Linked DNA regions of Gossypium arboreum: all the other regions are linked to region 1. Evidence: chromatin contacts called from public Hi-C data. All regions are on one chromosome and are shown on one strand. The core of a region is the stretch at or near the end of the contact, and the rest is flanking DNA. Distances in the headings are between cores, read along the strand shown.

Evidence for each region. Hi-C and Micro-C count contacts between places; a contact is called where the count stands out from the background.
Region 2: a Hi-C map of leaf shows a contact between it and region 1, with 3 times the contacts expected there. The contact joins the promoter of LOC108472965 here to the promoter of LOC108472975 in region 1. A contact is called at or near these places in 2 of 5 Hi-C or Micro-C datasets (both in leaf).
Region 3: a contact with region 1 is called in a Hi-C map of leaf, with 4 times the contacts expected there. The contact joins the promoter of LOC108470385 here to the promoter of LOC108472975 in region 1. A contact is called at or near these places in 2 of 5 Hi-C or Micro-C datasets (both in leaf).

The regions. Positions count from the first base shown.
Region 1 is chr11:40,829,575-40,834,584 of ASM2569848v2, reverse strand. It overlaps LOC108472975 (BTB/POZ and TAZ domain-containing protein 4-like), which reads left to right and starts at 1,980. Exons shown (of 6, transcript XM_017774543.2): 1 at 1,980-2,432; 2 at 2,569-2,896; 3 at 3,323-3,459; 4 at 3,639-3,960; 5 at 4,032-4,348; 6 at 4,465-4,966. The coding sequence starts at 2,630. The coding sequence ends at 4,603. It overlaps LOC108471241 (a long non-coding RNA gene), which reads right to left and starts at 1,095. Exons shown (of 4, transcript XR_008274599.1): 1 at 672-1,095; 2 at 456-546; 3 at 303-371.
Region 2 is chr11:40,345,967-40,350,976 of ASM2569848v2, reverse strand. LOC108472965 (zinc finger protein ZAT10-like) reads left to right here and starts at 2,080. Exons shown (of 1, transcript XM_017774533.2): 1 at 2,080-3,835. The coding sequence starts at 2,887. The coding sequence ends at 3,618. LOC108473059 (a long non-coding RNA gene) reads left to right here. Exons shown (of 2, transcript XR_001869639.2): 1 at 1-355; 2 at 467-764.
Region 3 is chr11:40,404,285-40,409,294 of ASM2569848v2, reverse strand. It overlaps LOC108470385 (formin-like protein 6), which reads right to left and starts at 2,995. Exons shown (of 4, transcript XM_017771667.2): 1 at 535-2,995; 2 at 237-439. The coding sequence starts at 2,066.

The DNA.
Region 1 (5,010 bases), core at 731-3,230:
AGATAAATATAAGTCTAGATTCATCTAAATGTGAACATCCTTGTAGATTCTTTATGCATGTGAAATAATAATAATTCTTTTATATTATTTTTGAAACCCTAAAATTTATATTAATATGTATTTTAAAATTTTGAAGACGCACGTCTTTATTTTATTGGTAATTAATAATGTCAATTAGGTACCTAAAAAGGTACCATATTGATTAATGATTTTCAACTAAATAAAAGTTGTAAAATTCAGAGAATAAAATATACATTAACCCTACTATATCAAAGAGCTAGATAATTTGAGAACAGCATTACCTCTGAAAGTTGAAACAGGAGACCGGTGGAGATGCCCGAAAGAGGGGTACATAGAAGTAAACTTTGATGCTGCATTTTGAAAGAATGAAGAAATATCATGTTCGGGAATTTTATTAAGAGATTCAAGAGGAGATGTCATTGCATCTAAATTACCTTGCATGAGAGGATTTCTTCGCCTTTTGCGGCGGAAGCTAGGCTCTGTGTGGAGGCGTTGAGGTTATGCTTAGATCTAAATGTACAAAACCTGGAGGTTGAAGGTGACTCTCTAACAGTCATTAAGAAGGCAACTAAAGATGAAACAGATTCCTCCGAAATATCGGGGTATATGGAAGACGTGAAGAGGCTGAGTAAAGTTTTTCAAAGCTGTACCTTTCTGCATGTGAAAAGATTGGCCAACGAAGCGGCGAACCAGTTAGCCAGGGAAGGTCTTCGGCAAAAATAGGGGATATTCTTGAGGTATGGGATCCCAAGGTTGCGGTGATACTGATTGAGCGAGACCGTAGCTTGTTGGAAGCTCTGGACTAAAACGCACTGGACGATGAAGGATAAAGAAGCAACAAAAGTTTTGACCGCCGCGTTCCCAAGGAAGATGAACAGTTTTCCCCTGGTTTTTGTTGCTTTTGTCGATTTGGTGATGGAGAATTCTAAAACTTGTTTTTCTGCTTTGTGAAGCGTCTCCAAAAAGCTTTGCTGGTTTTTTTTTTTTTTTTGTTAATTGTTGGGGCAATCTGTTGGGCCATGTCTTGGTGTGTTTATGCTAATTATTCTGGTAGCCCAATGGCATTGTCTTGGGTTTGGTTTTATAAATCCAGCTTATATTCTAAAAAAATAAAAATGGTCATGTTGTCAACTATATAGGAAAAAATTGAATATTTTAGCAACAATTTCCCTCTTTAGAATTTTATGATTTTTAATTTTTGATATTTTAATTTTTTGAACATTTTAAAATTATTGTTAAGAAAAATTCTAAAAATATTAACATGATATTTTAATAATAATTTAAGTGTCAAATTAGTCATTAATCATTTGTGTTAAAATACTGTTGCATCATTTAATTAAGAGGTATTAAAGTTAAACATCAAAATATAACAATTTAATTATATTAGTAATTAATATGTAATATTTGAAAATTAATAGATCGAAACATAGTTTTAGTCAATGTTTAGTGCCTATTCATGGAGCTTACTTTCTTTTCTTATTATGACCTTATTTTTATAATAATTATATTTTTATTTTAGCTTTTATGGATACTACGAAACAATACATTATACCTTGTTATCTTTTTGAGCTAATGATAATGTTTTTAATAAATTTTTATTTTAATATTCTTAATTATAATATTTATTGTTAATTCATTTCTTTCAAATAATAGTTAATAATTTTTTAATTTTATGTAAATACATAAATAAATATAATTTAAATATAATAATAATGTAAATTAATTTATTTTATCAAATATATAAAATTTAATTTAATATCCTTAGTAGTTATTTTTCCTTCTCATTATAATTACATCACTCTTATATTTTATTGTTGATTGTAACTTCATTAATATAATATTTAATTTATTATTTTACCGAAATTAATTTCACCTAAGGAGGAATCAAATCCCCCAGTGAAGCACAAAAGTAAGGGCAAAACGGCTTTGTGTAGAACAATTTTTTACTCCCGCCCCACACCGTCCACGTAACTAACCAAAGCAACCAACCATTAAAATAGAAGCGCCCGACCACCCGTTGTAAAAAGTAAAACGGAATTTGTCCAAAACCATTCATTTTTTTTCATTGAAATCAAGCGCGTGAAGTGAGCAAGAAGAATCGTGCATGTTATACTCGCACATAAATGTTGATTTTATTTTTATTTTTAAATATTAAATTCCTTGGCGGTTTTTTCCGGTTCACTTTTTTTTCCGGCCTCTGCACCCGAATTGGTGGCGGTGGCAGTGGCGGAGGAACTGATAGATCGTTGCCATATCCATTCTTCTCTTTTTCTTGCTTTTTCTTTTTCATATAATTAAAAAGAGTTCATTTTCTTCGAGATTCGTTGGAGATTTTGTACGGAAACATGTTAATTTCTTCTTATTGATTCTGCATTTTCCAAATCCCAGACACTTTTGATTTAGATTAAAAGGTGAGTTTTTTCTTGAAAACCCATGTTTTAGATTTCATTAATCTTTAATTTTGGTCATGTTTCTATAAATATGCAAATTGAAACTTGTGATTCTGTGTTGCTCATCGAAGTTTCTGCTATTTCATTCTTTTGTCAGATCAAATAAAAAAAGAACCTGAGTTTGATTGTCATTGAATGCCTTCCAAAAGTGAAAGTTAATGGGGAAGATGGAAGAATGTATTACAAAGCAAACTTGTCAAGGTGCCAATAAGGTTTTTCCAGCGCCACCTCCATTACCTGGTCCAGCTAAAAATTGTAGGCGGAAGGGGTCACTAATGAAGAATGGGTCAGCCATAAGAGGAAACAATTGTGCCGCGACAGCAACCAGGGCTTTGTGGGATAGGCTCTTTGATGGAGGCTATAAAACTGATGTTATCATTAAAACTGATAATGGTGGCATCATCTGTGCGCATTCTAATATTCTTGTAAGCGCTCCTTGTCTTTTCTATCTTTAATGATGAAATTAATGGACGTTATGCTTTGAGCAATACCCTTGTTATTTGAACAATCTCGATTCCGTATATTGTTGATTTAACCAGGCATTTTTTTATGGTTTGGTTATACAACTTAATTTTATATATCAGTTTTAGACCATAGATATTGGAAATGAAATCCCATTTGGTGGAATGCGACATTGATTCATTTAGCTCATGAGCAAGTTGTTATATTTTTTTAGCATAACCAGCAAAAGGAAAGCCACATTTGCCCCCTTAATCCTTGTAGGATCGAGTTGTTTAGTGTTTTAATGTACAAGAAAATAAAGCTAATAGCAACTATTTAGCAATTTGGACATGGTGTCTTGAACAAATTTATTGACTCAAATCCCTTCACTGGATCTTTTTTGCTAACAGGGCATGGCTTCTCCTGTACTAAGAGGCATGTTGAAACAAGCAAAAGGATTTGGTCACAGAAGACCAATTTCAATCCACATCCATGGTGTTCCACAAGATGCAGTTCGGGCTTTCATTCGATTCTTGTACTCTTCCAGGTAACTTCTCTTTTGCCTTGGAAGACTTTTGGTCGAATTCAGTTTTGTGAACCAGTAAGTCCTTGGCAATTACTAGTTACCTTCACACTTTGAACTTGTTGTCAGTGTCACTGAGATCATGTGGTTACATCATGCATTCATGCCGGCATGTGCTAATTGTTATTGGTTTTGATCTGTAGTTATGAGAAAGAAGAAATGAAGGAATTTGTGTTGCCATTGTTGGTGATGTCACACACATATGTTGTTCCTCAGCTGAAGCGAGTTTGTGAACAGCAACTTGAGCATGGCTTGCTTACTATAGAAAATGTAGTTGATGCCTTCCAGCTTTCATTACTGTGTGATGCGCCTCGACTAACGCTGATCACTCACCGTATGATCATAATGACCTGCAAGGCCGTTCGCGAAACTGAAGGGTGGAAAGCAATGAAGAAGAGCAATCCAGCACTAGAAAAAGAACTTCTTGAATCCATGATGGATGAAGAACATGGGAGGGATATCATGGTAAGGCTGCTTCACCTTGTAACCTTGGGTTCTAGCAGTTTGATCTAAATCTCTAAATGCAAATTTTGCAGATGCAAAAGGAGAAAAACAGGAAATCAAATGAGCAGAGGATCTACCTTCAATTATGTGAAGCAATGGAGGCTCTTGTTCACATATTCAGAGATGGTTGCAGGACAATTGGACCACATGATAAGGATTTGAAAGAACACCAAACACCATGCGATTATGGAGACTGTTGCAAAGGGTTAGAATTGCTTGTTCGCCATTTTGCTAGTTGCAAGTTGAGAGTCCCTGGCGGCTGCATTCATTGCAAAAGAATGTGGCAGCTACTGGAGTTACATTCCCGTCTCTGCACTGATTCAAATTCGTGCCGAGTTCCTTTGTGCAGGTACCTTTTAAAATGCCAAATTTAAGACGATATGGTTGATGCCAATTTGATCTCTTAAATAACCAATTGCATAAATAAGATATTTGTCAATATTGAAACCCAACCTTCCAATTCAGGAACCTCAAGGAGAAGATCAGGAAACAAAGCAAGAAGGACGAAATCAAGTGGAAATTACTTGTGAAAAGGATATTAAGAACAAAGAGAATTGGAGGTGCACCAATTTTTGTGTCCTCTAATTACAACTCTTCACCATAAACAATATCCACCTCTCTTATTTCAGGATTAGACCTATCCATTCTAAAAAATTTTAATCCTCGAAATCAAGTTGAGCCCGAGTCGGTTTCACTGTTAAAAAATAAAAAACATTAAAAGTATTTTTATATTAATATTTATAATTAAAATTAAATAAGAATATATTATTAAATATAAATTTCAAAACAAAATCACAAAATACATCTCCAAGGCTTGGTTTGTACTAATTGAATGAATCGAGCCAAACAAATAGTCCGATCATTGTATATATCTAAGTCTGATTCATTTGTAAATATTTAATTGTACAAAAAATATTAACTCCCGACTCTCTTCTCAACACACAATGTACATATATATTTTGTGTGAGTTTTGTCCAATTTTTGTCAGTTATATATTGTATTAGTTGAATT
Region 2 (5,010 bases), core at 831-3,330, 480 kb after region 1:
CCCATCACTTTTGAGCTTCCTCCACCTTTTTTTCTCCCCAGATCACCTGACGCTTTCTATTTGCCTCTTTATATTTTGGATGACAACACGACACCAGCATCAGAGATAGGGGTGGTGCAAAAGCTATGGGGTGTATGTGTGTGTGTTCATTTGAGACTCTCCAAGAAGCAACGGACTCTACCTATGGTGAAGGCGGTGCTAATTATGAAGTGATTATATCTTATGGGGGCTGTTTTACCCAGACGTTGTTGTTGCTCATGCTTCTTATGCTTTTAATAACTACTGGTTGAATACCAAGAGAAATGGAGGGACTTGCAATTTGGAGGGATTGCTATGATTATCAACTCTGACCCAAGTGAATACATATTTCACTATAAAAATATTTTATATATTTCTCAAGCTAGTCTCAAGCATCTTGCTTCCTTTATAAAAAAGTTCCTAATTAAATGTCTTGATGTTCTTTCAGGTTTTCTTCAATGTTCGTTTGTTCTCAGTCGAACAAGAGAATGAGTTTGTTTTTAGAATAAAGCATGATTTTGTGGGATCTGATTTCAGGGTGAATGTCTTTTGCTTTTCACCATAGGGAGTGGAACGAATGCAAGCAAAAACGGCTTAAAATTAATTGTCTTTTTAACTACTGTACCAGGGGGTTATCCTATCACAGATTCGCAGGCCTTAGAATTGTTCTTCAAATATGGCGAATTTAATCTCAACTCGATTGTAACGAATATTGTTATCAATATAAGGAGATATGAATTTAAATACGTTAAAGAGCATTATCCTTTTATTTATATATTGAGAATAGGTTATAAACAATTCTAGTCTTACATCAAGGCGTGCATTTGATCAATTTGATTTTTATCTACCAAAAATCGAATAAATTGATTAAACCAATAAAATTAAATAAATCGAATCTATTATAGTACCAAAATTGATTGAACCAATTGTTTTTATTTGATTCGATTGATTTATTTGATTTTTTAAAATATATATTTTATACTTTATTTTCTTTTGGTTGTAATTATACAAATTTATTGGCTAGTTTGGGGATTGTGACCAGCCTTTTAAAACAATTTTTTAATATAATATTAAGGGTATTCAATTTATGTCAAGCGAGTATTTAATAAGAGTTTTAATCATTACTTTGTTCAAATTAAGTCACAAATTTTTATTTTTATTTTTATTTTTATTTTAGAGTTTAACATGAAAGATTTTATTTTTATTTTGTTTTATACTTTTAAGAAAACTAATTGAACTCAAAAGGATAATAATATTATTTAATATATGTTTTTATATTAAAAATAGTACTAATTATACTCTAGCGGGGGTGAAGTGATCGAGAAAATATTTTTAGGGATCAAAATTAAATTGTAATTTTATGATAGTAAAAATATAATTTCACCATTTTAATAGTTTATATATTTATAATTTTTAAAAGGTTAAATCAATTTTTATCATTTTAAGAGATAAAGTATAATTTTACTTTTACTAATTTATAATTAAAAAATCATTTTAGGAGCCGGACTGACAACCCCTGCCTCTAAGATTAAAAACTAAATTATATTAAACAAATTTTCACTATGAGATTAACTAATGACCTCAATTATACAGTAAAAGGATAAAATTACTTAACTAATTTACCATTTGGATTTAATATATCAGTATTAATATTTCTATTTTGGGCTTTAGTATGAATATGGGCTTGGGTTTTAATAATTAAAATTTTAATTGTTTTCTTCAATTTACTTGGATGATTGAAACTTCTATTTGCAAGTTGCGTAAATCTTTAGTATATGAAGTGCGATTTACAAAGTTTTCAGGGTTAAGGATCTGGATTGTGGAGTTTTATGTTGCCACAACATGGATGGTTCAACCAGTAAGTTTAATTTCAAGTTGTTTCTCAGTTCAACCTTGAATTGGTTCGATGCCCCGACCAAGCTCCTTTACGTTTCGATGTTGCCATTTCGTTCAGTACAATAACATAACGCGTTGTACCATTACCATTACATGAATACTAAGGAAATGTACTGCATAAGAGTATAGGAATATCTTATACCAACAAATTACCTTTCGCAATGTACTGTTGAGGTTGGATGTCTTAGCAACAAGTCAACAATGGGTCGTTGCATCATCAATCAGCGGTGGATAGAGACGTGGGCCATGACAAGAAGACCCACGTAATTCCGAGAAGACTCACCAACCACCGGCAAAGTCACGACCGCTATTACCGAGCGACACGCCACTCTATAAAAATCAGACCACCGAAAAGGGAAGTCAAGTCCCCACTTACTGCTGTGCAAAACATGGTGCACTCCCATCGATGAGGATTTATTACAGGACATCAACACTCAGATACCGACATTACATTCCCAGCCATCTCCAATGTTTCTCCCACTACTAACAATTTTGCCATCTTACCCAGTTTAATTTCTAACGAATTTTGACTATGTTTTTGGATGGATTTCAAGTTTCTCTTTTATTCACTGTTGTTTTTACTCATCGATAAGGAAAAAAAAAAAAAAAAAAGCAAGAAAAGTTGAAGAACAGGGGGTTGTTGGTTTGAATGGAAACAGTCAATTATACAAAGTATCCACTTAGCAGACATTAGAAACAAAACATCAAATCTATTACCATTCATACGAAGCCTTTGTTTATTTCCTTTTGTTGACAACTATAATAGCCCACACCACACTTCACTCTCCAAAGGACGACTTTTATGATCAGATTCAGACGTGCCAATATTGGTGAGAGCAGAGTATTGCAATTTCTTTTCACCCTTCTTTCTCTCCACTTATCAACCACTTTCCTTCCTACTTCCTCCACTCTTCCATATAAAAATCAATCCTTCCTTCTTCACTGAAGCACTCACATAACAAGAGAAGAATCATGGCTCTTGACACATTGAATTCCCCAACTTCAGCTCCTCCACTGCTGGACCGTGATGATATAGTCGACCTCCACTGTGTTGAGCCCTGGACCAAGAGGAAAAGAACCAAACGACCCAGATCCGAAAACCCACCAACCGAAGAAGAATACTTAGCTCTTTGCCTTCTCATGCTGGCTCAGGGAACAACTACCAGAACCATTCCCTCAGCCTCGGCTGCTTCCAGAACCTCCCTCAACCTTTACAAGTGTACGGTTTGTAACAAGGGATTTCCATCTCATCAAGCTTTAGGAGGACACAAGGCCAGTCACAGGAAACTCGTTGTTGGAGCTGGAGATCACCTCACCATCACCACCGCCGCCACCAAGACCACTGCTGATGTCTCCGCTGTTGCTGCCACCACAGTCACGCCGCCTAAAAATTTACCTCTCATGATTAATCGAGTTGGTAACAAGAATCACGTGTGTTCAATTTGTAACAAGACATTCTCTTCAGGTCAAGCTTTAGGAGGGCATAAGCGATGCCACTACGAAGCTGGCAGCAATAACAACAGCGGCAGCGATGGTGCTAAGTTACCGAGCCAAAGTCAACGTGACTTTGACTTAAATTTGCCTGCTGGACCGCAGGAACTAAGTACTCCCGACGTTAACCAAAGAGATAAATATTCCACCGACGATGAAGTGGTGGAGAATCCTTGGCCGCCGGCAAAGCGCGTCGGCTGCCACGTTTGTTGAAAGTCGTAGTGAAATAAGGATTAGATTCAGTTTAAGCGAATGATTAGAGTGGACTTTGCTGTTATATTTTATTCTTTTTTCTTCAAAAATTTTTTTGCATGTTCATCGTTTTTTTATGAATGGTTATATTATTATATTTTATTTGGGACATCAGAGTTTTTAACTGCTGCAGTAATTTTTTATGTACATGACATGAGGATATTTAAAAATTCTAAAATCAGTCTTTTTTTTTTTACCTTTTTTTATGGAGTGTGGATTGTAATAAAATAAAAGTACTCATCAAATAAAATGTTATTTGGAGACTGAATTCTAGTTTAGCTGATAGGTTTAGATATTATATAAAATAATAATAATAATCCAAATAATACTCAAATTTTGAAAATTTTGTAAAAAAAGGAAATTTTAATTATATTATACTATCTGTTTTCTTGTCAAGAAAATCCGTCCAAAAACTTATTCTTCACCTTAATTCATGTTAGTGTCTTTAAAATAGTATAATTTCTTTTAGCCCTCCTAAAAGTTAATAAAAATTATAATTTTAGCTTTAGAACATTTTTATTTTTATTTTTTAAATTATAGTAGCATATTGACACACAAATAGAAACAAGTAAGTTAGCCTTTAGACAAGTGGCGCAATTTAATTGGTGCATATAAATTTGGTAATTTTAAGTAAAATTTAATAGTTGTTGCCAGTTTGGATTAAACCAAAGTAGATAGACATGTTAAGGCCAAAAAAGTAAATACATGTGTATATAAATCAATATCATTTAATATCCTTTAAAATTTTCTGATCTTATATATATTAGAATTGAAACCTCAAAAAATTAAAAAAATATGTACCCTATGTGACTGGCCTAAGTTGTTGACCTTTGGGCGACCTTAAATTTTCACCTTATGTCATGCATTTACTATTTTATAATTATTTCATAAAAATTTTAATTACTTATTTATGAAATTTATTTCTATAAAAAATTATATATAATAGTTTGTATGAAATGTAAATAGTTAATACATTTTAACTTAATTATAATTATTAGTTTGATATTATGGAATTTATAAATGAAAGTCAATTAATTATATCAATATAAATAAATACATCTTGAAAATGGCTTATAATATATACCAAATTAATAAAAATTATATTCATATATAACCCGGTTATTCCAATTTAGACATTTAACAGCATTTTTAATTGTTGGGAAATTTTATATTTTAATATTACATAATTTATGTTAAATTATATTTTATAAAAATTAAAAATATTCTTACAAATGTAGAGTTGAGAATCTGTTTTTCCTCTTTCTACAATGACAGTGAAAGAATCAAGTTTGAGCGATCAAACGAAAATCAAGAGATTTTGCAATAAAAATGAAAAAGTGTGATTAATTTGAG
Region 3 (5,010 bases), core at 1,746-4,245, 430 kb after region 1:
AATATTTAAGTAGAAGATTATCGGCAAATTGAAGCCCATAATCAGCATCTCGAAGAAGCTTTTCATCATGTTTCTTGATCAATATATCTACATGTGCATAGTAATTAGTTATGAGTTATGCTTGACGGCTTATATGATCCTTTAGCTATGATAGCTTTAAGCATGAACAAGCGGCCAATTGCTGTGTTTTAAGAACAAATGATAGAAAATAGAAAAGAATGATAGCCATGACATACCATCTAAAAGAGCTTCTGACACTTCATCTCTTGTTACATTCAGTGCTCTCAACAGTATGGCAATGTTCTGTGACTTCTTTGAATCCAAAACTCTGTTTTCCTGTTTAACAGGAGGCAGAACTGATCTTCTAATAGGTTCTTTTGGTGGTGCTGCTGTAGTTGAATTGCAGCCAAATAGAGTCTCCATCATGTCCTCATTCAATCTGTAAACAAGCAAACAAAAAATAAATGAAATTTTTCCCATATTGTACTTGAAACGTAATCTACACTCATAAAATGTACAAGTTTTATAACTTACTGAAATGAGCTTGATTTTATCTGGTCCCACACTGTAGCTCTCTCCGAGGTTGCTCGTACTTTGTCCCAGTGCAAAGGCTTCAACTTGGGTTTTGCACTATCCATGTCATCCCCGTCTGTCTTCTCTGAAGAACTGACACCTTTGTAACTAACCACCTCTTCCATGGACTTTCTAGCCCCACTCACTGCACTGTTTTTGGGACTTGAGGTCCGAGATTCATGCTTTTTCAACAGTTGGGCAGGTTTTGGAGTCACATTGGTCTTCAAATTCCTTACTGACCTGGGTACTGACAGTTTTACGGCTGCTGGTGGCGGCATAGGGGGTGGTGGCGGTGGCGGAGGTGGAACAGGAACTTTTGTCCTTTGTGGGGATGAATTGTTGCTAATTGATCGAAGTAGCGCCATATTTGGAGGTGGTGGAGGAGAGGAGAATTTCGGCCTTTTTGCGTGAGTAAATTCCTGAGTCTCATGCGGCTCCGGCCCTAGACCTTGTGGTTGTTGAAGGGGTAGCGATGTTGGCGACGGAGGATGTGGAGAAGGTGGCTGCTGCTGTTGCTGCTTTATTGAAGGTATAATAACATGCTTCATTTCCGGCGAAGAAGCTAAAATCCTTGTTTTGGGAGAAGTTCTTTTAGAACAAGGAACAGAATTTGTTTTCCCATTCATTTCATTCCTCGACTGAGTCACCAAATTGCCATTAACCCGACGCGAAACCGGAGTGTAATAGCTTTCTTCATTGCTGATCGTTGAGCCCTGAGGGGTATAAAAAGCCGTCCCCCGAGACTCTTCATCTGAAGAAGACGAAGATGGAGATGGCATTGCCGTCGGTGAATTCTCAAGCCCAAGAGGTTTAGCCAATGGAGGCAATGGCTGCAATTCCGGGCTCGGCCTATATCGATCCGACCTCCTCACTGAATTCAACTTACCATAAGGCGAACCATTAGCTCCACCATTCACTTCACCCACCGATCTCCTGCTGGGCTCCACGGTTCCAATGTAAAGAAAGCTGGAGGGTGGAACCCTAGAGTCTTCTTGCGACCTATCGGAGTTCCCTCCAACAAGCCTCTTTCGCGTTTCCCCAGGGTGTTTAGCGACCCGGTGACGGTACAAAAAGAAAGCAAGCCCCGATAGCATTCCCAAAGTGACAATCCCAACAGAGACGGCAATTGCAACCTTTTTAGCTGGTTTGGCAGGCTGGGTTGCAGTTGGGATTGACATCGAGCCATTAGTAGGCGCAGATGGTGGGGTAGGCAGTTGATTCTGATCTGCGGTCTGCCCTGGTCCTGAAGGAACTTCAGGGAAGAATGGCTGACTTGGGTCTGGGTAAACAGGACTATCTGGAGCCGGCGGAGACGGTGAAGGTAAAAAAGTGTCAGCGCCTGGAGGCGGAGATGAACCAACCGAAAACAACGGTTGGTGTAGAATTCTTCTATGAAAAATGATAAAATCTTGAATTACAGAAGAAGAAGACGACAAGAACAATGAAAGCAAGAAGAAAAAAAAAGTGAAATGTGGATGAGATCTCAATCTCATTGTGAAAATTTCAGGGTCGAAGATTCATCTCTGAAGGGGGGAAAGGACTTTGTTTCTCTAACTGTTGGACCCTTTAGCCAAAAATGCATAACACAGCAAACTAAAAGGACGAAAATTATACTAAAAATATGAGTACTGCTGTTTTAGACTGCGGGGGAAGCTTCTTTCTGCCTCTAGATTTGGATGCTACATGAGATCGGCAATAGTCGCATCTTTTATTTTTTATTTTTAATTAATTATTCGGACTGTACTGGAATGACACCTGCTATTTTAGAGGAATAGCAAATCAACTATGGTATTCGGGGGCTGTTTTCCAGGTAAATGGACGATTATGCCCCTATAAATGGTGGGAATTAAAGGACCACGTTAATGTCCTTTTCTGTCCGATTATTTTATGGAATTGTTTCTTCTTTTGTCGTGACCCAGATATATATGCCACATATTTCATTAATTTATTATCTCTTTTTGCCCTCTTTACTGTGAATCGATAAAAATAACGGTTGAACTCTGAACTGTCGACTGAAAAAATTGTTAACATGAGCCGAACCGGACAAATGCCCACCTAAATGTCTAAGTTTTCTACCCATCTCAATATCTTTTAATCAGGAACAATACAAAAAGTAAAAAAAATTAAAAAAAAAAAAAAGTCCCCCCATCATCAACACTCAGCCCTCTGCTCACCTTCCCCCCTGTTCGCCCTTATCTGCTTCAGATCAGCGGTTCTTGCCCATCCACTCAATCCAAACATAATAGGAAGAGTGGAAGAAGAACTCAGCAAGTGTGAAAAACAAAAGTTTTAGCTTCTAAACGAAATCACAATAGAAATTAATAATATAAATTTATGATTTGAAAACTGAAAAGTGAGTGGTGTCTTTTAAAAAAAAAAAAAGTGGGTGTGTCAGGAGAAATATTTATGTTAAAAAGAATATACAAGATAGCTGTCAACAACTATTTTATTTGAAATAATATCTATCCTATTTTAAACAATCCAATTAAAAATCAATTAGTTGTTCAATTTCATCATTAATCCAATTTTAAAGTCATAACTACGTCAACGTCAGTCTACGGTGTGAGTAAAATATAAGATTATTAATGAAATTTATTCTCCTAATCTGAAATTTACAAATGGTAAGAATATCAGATATTCCGAAAGGAGTAATTCTTTTGTAGGTTTATTATTATTATTATTATTATTATTAACTTTGACTGTTTTGTGGATAGTAAGCCTGAAGTGAATAGAAATTTTAACCAGAGGAAAAAAATAATTTTAGTAGGAAAGTTCTGTATAGAAAGCTAATGTACAAATAAGTAATGGAAGAAATTTAATTTTTTAATTAATGGTCTTAAATTTAATTATATATAGATATAAATTACTTTAAAAGGTGAAATTAAATGTTCCCACAAGTTACATCCGGTTGTCTTTGAAAAACAAATTGTCCAAAAAGTCTAGCATAACTTATCTGTTTACCATATAAATTCAATTTATAAAAATTAAAACATTAAATTTTATATATAATTAATTTGTTTGAACAAAACATCCAATCCAAACAAAACCACATGTATAAAATTGGATCATAAATTTAACTAAAAATATACCTCCTCGATTGCAATATGATATTAAATAGTATGGTTGGTTGGTATCGGTATTATAATTAATGTAAGATAATGTGAGTTTAAATACTTTAAAATATATTTATTCTCCAATTTAAAAGTTGAAAGATTAATTTCTTTATTAGACTAAAAGACTTTCTCCTTAGTTAGATATCTAAACTAATTTGGAAAAGGAAAGTTGTTTAGATCATATTCTTCAAAAATTGAAAACTAAATAATTTCAACAATTTCTCTAAATTTACTAATTTAGTCATCTTCAATTTTCGTTCAAAACTTAAAAAGAATTGTATAAAAATAAATTTTATTTCAAAATATTATAAATCTAACCTTAATGATGATGCAATTTTTTTTTTTTTGTTGTCTTTGGGAGGTTGCTTTAGTGATTGGCTTGGTGGGTTGTCTCTGATTGGATGAGTAAGGATGGTGACAAATTCGATTATACATGATGGTCATAACAGTTAACAATAATACTTATAAGAAGAATAATAATGGCAAGTTTGTTAACGAATAAACGTAAAATGTACGAGAAGAATTAGAGAAATATGTAATTTCGGAAGCCCAAAATATAATGTACTAAAAAAGTATGATGGAGTCGGACTCACTTGGTATAGTTGGTTGAGGGCCATATGTGGGGAACATGCTCACGCCTCCATTCCCCTTTTCTTTTTATTATTCCTTTTCTTCTTTTTTGCTCTGCTGATGTACTGCGTTTTATTTTAATTGCAAGCCAATATTACCCCTGCTCTTTCCTAATAATTTCTTAGACTTTTGCTCTTAATTTTCTATAATTATTGATTTATTTTAAATTATAAATTGTTGGTAAAGGTTGCAATTTTGGGGTTTTTGAATGTTGCATTTGTGGGTTTTCATTCCAAATTTTGTTATGTTTAAATTTATTATAATCTAAATCCAAATATATTTTGATTATCAATTTATATATTTAATAATTTAATTGTAATAATAATTATATAAATGTATTGATGGTCATGCTATGAAGTCTAATATTATACAACTTGCCTGCAATCGAGAATTGTATTTATATTTTCAAAAAATTATATTCTCTAAAAACTAATCATTGACGTAATAGGTTTTTTTTTTTAATAGACGTAATAGTAATTAAATGACTTATATTGGGTTATTTTAATCAGTCTTAAACCCCTCCTATATTCTCCCAGTTCTTTCACAAAGTACGAGAAGATACCTTTGGACTTTAAACGGGTTTAGTTAGTGCTTAGAACTGTATGATAGGCGATTAATTAAGTAAAAGAGTACTTACAGATTAATTTTGTTTTTGCTTGTAATGATGACAAAGGAGTTTTCTTTTTCTTTTTTT